Regions from separate parts of the Mus musculus genome. Here region 2 is linked to region 1. The links are chromatin contacts, called in public promoter capture Hi-C maps. All regions are on one chromosome and are shown on one strand. The core of a region is the stretch at or near the end of the contact, and the rest is flanking DNA. Distances in the headings are between cores, read along the strand shown.

What was found. Promoter capture Hi-C pulls out the DNA fragments that hold promoters and counts their contacts.
Region 2: a contact with region 1 is called in a promoter capture Hi-C map of liver, with 3 times the contacts expected there. The contact joins two enhancer-like sites. A contact is called at or near these places in 5 of 39 promoter capture datasets (the 3T3-L1 cell line, hippocampal neurons and liver), 13 of 484 Hi-C or Micro-C datasets (the 3T3-L1 cell line, the N1E-115 cell line, Sertoli cells and 8 more) and 4 of 115 datasets of contacts at active chromatin or transcription factors (embryonic fibroblasts, large pre-B cells, microglia and 1 more).

The regions. Positions count from the first base shown.
Region 1 is chr6:145,597,416-145,601,324 of GRCm38.p6, reverse strand. The region is part of intron 1 of Gm38475 (a long non-coding RNA gene); the gene reads left to right. Among named protein-coding and RNA genes, the nearest start is that of Gm38475, 15 kb to the left of the region's middle. Within about 2 kb of position 1,899, at least 27 of the 459 cell types and tissues checked have an H3K27ac peak or open chromatin away from gene starts, as enhancers often do. A contact at or near this core is called in the N1E-115 cell line and liver, where this site is marked.
Region 2 is chr6:145,359,110-145,363,018 of GRCm38.p6, reverse strand. No RefSeq gene overlaps it. Among named protein-coding and RNA genes, the nearest start is that of Gm38926, 13 kb to the right of the region's middle. Within about 2 kb of position 1,713, at least 42 of the 459 cell types and tissues checked have an H3K27ac peak or open chromatin away from gene starts, as enhancers often do. A contact at or near this core is called in the N1E-115 cell line and liver, where this site is marked.

The DNA.
Region 1 (3,909 bases), core at 650-3,149:
CCCCTGATGTTTTCACAGCTTTCCCAAACACCACTACCAGATGTTCAAACACATAAGCCTGTGGGAACATTGCACATTAAACCATGCCTAGCAGATTTGCATGTAGGGGGTTATTGTGGACATCCTGAAAGAAGCAGGGGTAAATCAGAGGAGTTGAACTCATACAGGTTCCCCAAGTGCCATGGCTGATCCCACAGAGAGCTTGAAAGCTAATACTAGGTGTGCTGGCTAGTTTTATGTCAACTTGACACAAGCTAGAATTATCTGAGAGGAGGGAACCTCAACTGAGAAAATGCCTCCACAACATCAGGCCATAGGCAATGTAGAGCATTTTCTTAGTGATTAATGTGGGAGGGCCCAGCCCACTGTGGGTGGTGCCACCCCTGTGCTGGGGGTCCTGGGTTCTATAAGAAAGCAAGTTGAGTAAGCCATGGGAAGCAAGCCAGAAAGCAGCACCTCTCCATGGCCTCTGCATCAGCTCCTGCCTCCAGGTTCCTGCCCTGCATGAGGTCCTGCCCTGACTTCCTTTGACAATGAACAAATGGTGTGGAACTCTTAAGTTGCTTTGGTCAAGATGTTTCATCAGAGTAATAGTAACCACACCTAAGACGCTCGGTCTTCAGGGCCGCCCTCCTGAAGCTGTTCCCCAGGGCCTGCAGGCCAGGATCCATGGCAAGCATCACAGTTGTATAAACATCTTCTTCATGGGCTGGGGAGCTAGCTCAGCTGGAGTGTGCCTTGCAATCATGAGGAGCCTCCGACCCTACTTGCTTACTTGTGAGCTCTACTCCAGTGAGAAGATGGTGTGTGTGTTCACGAGTGTGGTACACGTGTGTCAGTATGGTGCATGTGTGTGGCAGCACCTGAGGATGGCACCACAGGTTGTCCTTTGATCTGTACACACACACAAATACCATACACAGGAACACACACACACTCACCACACATACACACAAACACATGAACACATGCACCACACACATATGCACACACATGCACTACACACACAGAGAGAGAAACAAATGTACCACACACAGGAACACGCATACACACATGTATCATACATACACATATATACCACACACACAGGAAAACATACATACATGCACCATACATATGCACCATATACATACATGCACCACACATACGCATATATACCACACTCATGAACACACACATGAACACACACTAACACACACACATTAAATGAAATTGAAAATTCTGTTTCGTGCTTGTACATAGCCAATTTTCAAATGTCAGTAACCCTGAGTGATGAGTGGCTCTTGTCGTGAGCAGCAGAGATGTGGATTATTTGGTTTTCATTGAAAGTTCTCTGGACAGTTCTGTTGCGACGTCATACTATGTAGGTTTCCTTAGTAATTCCAACCCTGCCTACCTGCTGAGGGACAATGGTTTAACTTCTGTCTCTTGCTTTTCTCATCTGGAAGATGAGGCTCTGGCTTTTGGTGCCTTATTTTGCCCTTTGTCCACACCACCTACTGTGTGCTGTAAGCTCAGCTAACTCTTAGTAAGTGCCTTATTTTTCAACAAAGTTGAACTCACACAAGTACTTAAGAACTCACATTCGTTGATGTTTTAGTAGGAATAGTAGTAGATTTGGGATTTGCTAACATCTATAGAGACTTATAATTTGGTCTAAGGACCATCAGGCAAAGGATTTAAAATAGATAATAGATGGGAATAGCCAAAAATGAATAATGACTTCACAGGTTGTGATAAGAAGGAAAGAGAAACGAGGAAGTCAGGTTGGTAGATCTGAGCAAGAGCTTGCTCAGAAACATTTTCCTGCCTCAGCATTTTGTCACAGGCAAGTCCTGAAGCCCTGGATGGAATTATCTTGGCTAGAACTTCCGTGCTAGAGTAAACAGAAATCTGAGTGTGTCAACAAATCATTTAATTAATCAGAGTGGGCGGGCTTGAAGGCAGAGCAGTGGCCTTGCTGAGATAACATGACTGACAGCTCAGCTGTGGTTCGAGGGAGAGTGAGGCCTTGCAAATACTGGGGACTAGAGCACAGACTCAGGGTGGGGGTGCTGTGAAACCAGAAACCAGAAGTGAGGTTAGCAAAACAGACCCGTGCTACTCAAGGAAGTATACATTTGAACGGACCTCTGAGCTCAAGCATAAATTTAAAAGCAGAGCTCCAAGCCATCATTTCAGATGGGCAGAGATCAGGAGCGGGATGGAGATGGTTTTAAGAAGGGGCTCGGATCTGCACCCCAGTGTGCAAGTAGCAGCTACAGTAAAGCAAACGGGACCTGAGATATAAATGCTGCAGGGGAGCAGATGGCCAAAGCATTTAGCCTGCCTGGGTGCCAGTTCTGGGTACGCCTTATGCTTCATTCCAAGTCAGCAGATATTAAGACATCTCAATGCATTAAACAGGCTGCGTAGCCCAACTCACCACTTCATAATCATCAAGTTGGAGGGAATTAGACTGGGCGGGGTGTATGCAAATGTGTCAGCAGTGTTGAATGGAGAGAGTAAGGTCAGCTGGCTCTCTGGATCTTCCTTACCAGCGATACCCCGCACACTCTTCATCTAGACCGGTGCTTCTCAGCCTTCCTAACGCTGTGACCGTTAATGCAGCCCCTCGTGTTGTGGTGACCCCAACCATAAACTTTTTTTCTTTGCTGCTTTATACCTGTGATTTGTTACTGTTATCAATCATAATGCAAATCTCTGTGTTCTCTGATGGTCTTAGGTGACCCCCATGAAAGGGCTGTTCAACCCCCAAAGTGGTCACAACCCATTTAACCCTCTGACCAGCTTAAAATGGCTACCTACTTCCAAAAAGGCAACAAAGAAAATTGTATTTTAGAAACACTTTGATTAAAGGTGACAGTGTCTTCAAGTAGGGTTTGTATGTGAAAGGTGTCCTATTGGACTTGGGCCTGTCACTTACCCTATGCCCCTATCAATTCAGTGGGCTCGCTATGATCAGCAGGCCATCGATTGTGCCAGACGCTATTGAGCTGCCTTTTCTGTGCACATTTGCTTGGCGAGCTCAAGGTTTTCTTTCTTTTTTTTCCTTTTTTTTTTTTTTTGACATAGTCAGAAGGGATATATTGTTAACTATCTGAGTGAAAGTGCAATAAAAATTGTAAGTAATAAAATATATATTATAGTGTCTTAGTGTTACATGGAATTTTTCTTTTTCCTTTTTAAAATTTTTTATTGGTTATTTTGTTTATTTACATTTCAAATGTTATCACCCTTCCTGGTTTCCTCTCTAAGAATCTCCCATACCCCCCCCCACCCCCGCCTCCACGAGGGTGCTCCCCCACCCACACTCCCACTCCTGCCACACCGCCCTAGGAGTCCTCTATGCTGGGGCATTGAGCCCTCACAGGACCAAGGGCCTCCCCTCCCTTTGATGCCAGACAGGGCCATTCTCTGCTGCATATGCAGCTGGAGCCATGTACCCACCCATGTATACTCTTTGGTTGGTGGTTTAGTCCCTGAGAGTTCTCGGGGGAAGGCATCTGGTTGTTTGATATTGTTGTTCTTCCTATGGGGTTGCAAACCCCTTCAGCTCCTTCAGTCCTTCCCCTAACTCCTCCATTGGGGTCCCCCTGCTCCATCCGATGGTTGGCTACAAGCATCCGCATCTGTATCAGTAAGGCTATGGCTGAGTCTCTTAGGAGTCATCTATATCAGGCTCCTGTCAGCAAGCACGTCTTGGCATCAGCAATAGTGACTGGGTTTGGTGGCTGCAGATGGGATGGATCCCCAGGTGGGGCAGTCTCTGGATGGCCTTTCCTTCAGTCTCTGCTCCACTCTTTGTGCTCATATTTCCTTTAGACAGGAGCAATTCTGGGTTAAAATTTTGAGAAGGCTGTGTGGCCCCATCCCTCAGCTGGGGGTCTTGCCTAACTTCTGTATATG
Region 2 (3,909 bases), core at 464-2,963, 240 kb after region 1:
AGGTTCTGGACCTACAACATTCCAACTTCCCCACAGTCATTGAGACTTGGCTGCTCAGCCTTCACAGAACCAGGACTTCTCAGTCGATAACATACAACAGTTACACTTTGTGCTGCACACCACACGGCTAACGAACGCTTCACCAAGGACACACCTCAGATTTAAAACTATTATATGTTACAAACCGTTGTGTTTGACGGTCTATTCGAAGCTTTCTCTTATGGAAGCACAATAGTCTAATTATGGGGAAAAAAAAGACTTCCCATGCTTCCTACCGCAGCGCGTATCAAACCACATTGAATTAAACCAACACACACATCCAGTGATGTGCAAACGGTTCTGTCTGTAATGAACAGTAAAATCACGTATGTATCAAAGAATTGTTTCCGAAACCTGAAGGCTTTTACCCTAAGTAAACATTTGACTTACGTACCTGTTACATCTGCTTATACACACAGGGTAGCAAAAGTTTCTCAGACAAGAAAGGGTCATGAACAGAAAACATTCGAAGCCCTGCTCTGATGAAGGAAGGTGGACACGTATTTATTCGAAAGGATCACAATCCTGTTCTCCAGAGCTGTCAAAACGACAGCTGGTCTGGGCTCGAGCACTCCCTGACAGCCTTCCTCAGGCCTTCACAGATGATCAAGCATGCTTCCAGAAACTTCCCTCGCTCTGTCCCTCGTGTATTCAAGCCCGGGTGGACTCTGGAGCTTTTTCCAGCCTCCCACAGATCTCCCCTCTTACCTCTCATTCAAAGGCTGACAAACTAAAGCTCACAGGAACGAAATCTAGTCTGCGGCCGACCGCATGAACTCAGCTTCACTTTGAGTTTTTAAATGCTGGGTGGGCGGTACACACGTGGTCCGTGATGTTTAAAACAGTTTTACCTTTGGCCCAAAATATTCATTGACCCTCGTTTCTTACAGTGATGGCTTACTCTCATACAAATATTAGCCTATTTAATGCCATCTTGCCATCCTCAGCTGAGAGGAGGGATCTGGCTAACAGGTGGTTGGAGGAACACACAGCCTCGTGGAGACTTGGGATTGGCTCCAGTGCCATCGTGTAGGGGAAGCTAATGGCATCCTGGTTACTAGATAGGCTGCAGCTAAGTCCTGGAAGGCCTTGGCAACTTGGACTTTACAGTTGCAGGTCCAGTAGCAACTTGAGAAAGTAATCCACTGGAGGAGATTGTGGTGGCAGAGATGGCAATCCGGGCATACAGGAAAAGATGCCCTGGGGTAGCAGAAGCAGCCGCTGCTAAGTTTTGCCCTGAACCACCGTGAGTGGTGAGCTGTTGTTGCGGTGTATTGCAAAGCTGGAGTTCCAGACGACACCACTGCTCACTCACAGGGCGCTCATTTTGCCTGTAGTGGAAAGGCAGCGAGAGGAGTTGTGAGTCGGGCACGAGATCTAAGGGACTCAGAACTCCAGGGCCATGTGAGTTTGCTGCAGAGCAAGTGTGAGGGACAATGACAGCCCTGATTGGGGGAGGGGGCCTGGATGGATGCTGACTCTGCAGTTTCCTGTGGCTTCTGTGTCCCTACCTAATGTCATAGCTTCACCTGCCAACCTGACACAAACTTAGAGAGGCTGGGGGAAGGGAGCTTCAGTTGAGAAATCGCCTCCATCAGATTGGCCTGTGGGAGTGTTTGCAGGGCATTTTCTTGATTGCTAGTTGTTGGAGGAAGGCCCCGCCCACTGTGGGCGGCACCATCTCTAGGCAGGCAGTCCATCCAGGTCAGAAAGGTAGCTGAATGTGAGCCAGTGAGCAGCCAGTGGCAGCGCTCCTGCATGGCCTCCGCTTCAGCTCCAGCCTCAGGTTGACTTAGTCAGGGTGCTATCGCAGTAACAGAAAGTAACGTAGGAAATCTAGTAAGCACCAGCACTTCCACTGTTCTGGAAGATTCTACAGAAGTCGTTCCCTACCTGTGGCCGATAGACCAACCAGCAGTCTCCCTCCAGTCCTCAGGCCAATTCCTAGAACTAAATCCAAGCAGAACCTGTGTGAGCCTGTGTTAGAGCCTGCTACGGGGCTAATGTGTGAGCCTGAAGGATGGTGACACGGCCCAGCATTCACTGAAAGGAGGCAGAGATTGCCCCTGGAGTCATCGTTGAGGTTTTCCTCAAAAGCATGAAGCTTATGGCTAGACAGCAGCTTTGGATGCGCCCTCAGAATGCAGACACGCTTGCCACCTCTGTAACCTCTAAATGGAGACATGGAATGTGCTTTCCTGTGCATGTGTGTGCGTGCAGAATATGTATATATGGTACACGGGAAATAAATAGCTTAAGCTAGATACCAGAAAGATCCCTCGCTGCTCTGGGGTCTGGAAGCAAATGACAGGAAAGTGTGATTGGGAAAGTAAAATTGTTTAACCGGCTCAGAAATTAAAACAAAACAAAACAAAACAAACAAACAAACAAAAAAAAAAAACCAACTAAGGCGTTTCCAAGTGCGGGAAACATTCCAAACAGGATGTACAGGAGTGTGCGAGGTGCCTGGGGAAAGGAAGCATTTGGGAGAAATTGGAACTACATTTTACAATGATTTATTTATTTTGTTAATGGAGTACACTCAAGGTTTGTATGTATCTGAGGTGAGTGGAAACACAAGTCCATATAAACTGTAAGTAGAGTAGCTTTTAAATTTCCGTTTTTATTTACTGACGGAAAGGAAGTAATTTAAAGTTATTTAAAACACACACAACAAAGAAACACTAGACAATTTTCTGCTTCCTTCCTGTTGATCTCACTGCCAACAGTGCCCTCTAGTGGTGAACTGAGAAGACGTTGGTGGAGGAGGGAAAAAACATTACCGGAATTTTCATGAAAACGTAAACTTTTACAATTCCACTTGGTAACTGAATGCTATATTTGGCAAGAAAAAAAATGAATCTTTGCAGAGGTTCACAGCAGATAGCTTAAGACGTGGGCGTTTCAACGTCAGCTTTCCTTAGTGGCTCTCCTGAGTGCATGCCCATCTGTGCGTGTAAATGCCCTCGAGGCTGCCTTTGGGGCGAGTCTGGGCCACAGCTTCTATTGTGTACCTTAAAACGAACAGAATCCACTTTTATGAGGGATACAATCGTTCTCCCCGAACTTGTGCTTCAACCTTAATCACTTCCAAGAACAACACAGTGTTCTTGCAGGATCTCACCTGGCCCCAACTCATCGAACAAACCAAGCCCCATTTTCTTAGAATGATTCAGACGCTCCCCTCCCCCGACCCCCACCCCCGCAAAAAGCAGTCATCACAACAGGCTACAGCCCGGGTTACAGAATGAAGTCGCGCTAACCCTGGCTCTGCCTAGAGCTTCTAGAGCAGCTACTTCTGAAATAAAGATGGGAGGTGGCTTCCCGGGCGCCACTCTAACGCCAGGCAACCGCTGGGCCATGAGCTCTGAGGCTTCAGCTCTGAACATGGTTCTCTGCCCTAAGCCCCTGGTCCAAAGATCCAAAGCACAGTACTTGTCTGTTTTAGGAGATGTTGGTACATACAGGCTGTTTTATGAGCATTCTGACATTCCGACTGTACCCCCTTTGATGTCTTCAATAGCACCCTTTGTCATAAGTGCCCAAAACGTGTCACTCACTGGCTGTCATGTTGGACAGAATTGGACACTCTTTCACTACAGGGGGACATCCTTGGTCTAGAATCATCTTCAAGCCCTGGCCCTAAAGAAACTCCTGAAAATTGTACTTTATAGGAGCAAAAGTTATTAAGCAACACACCGTCTAGCAATCAAAGAGAATGTCCTTAGTGCTTGGACAGACAGGTTCCACTCACATTCTAGACCGATACCCTAAGAAGAACGCATTCTTTATGAGGCATTTTTGCCAAAACACATAAACTGAATCTAACCATGAGGAAACTTCTGACACGAAGTGAAAGAGAGTCTGCAA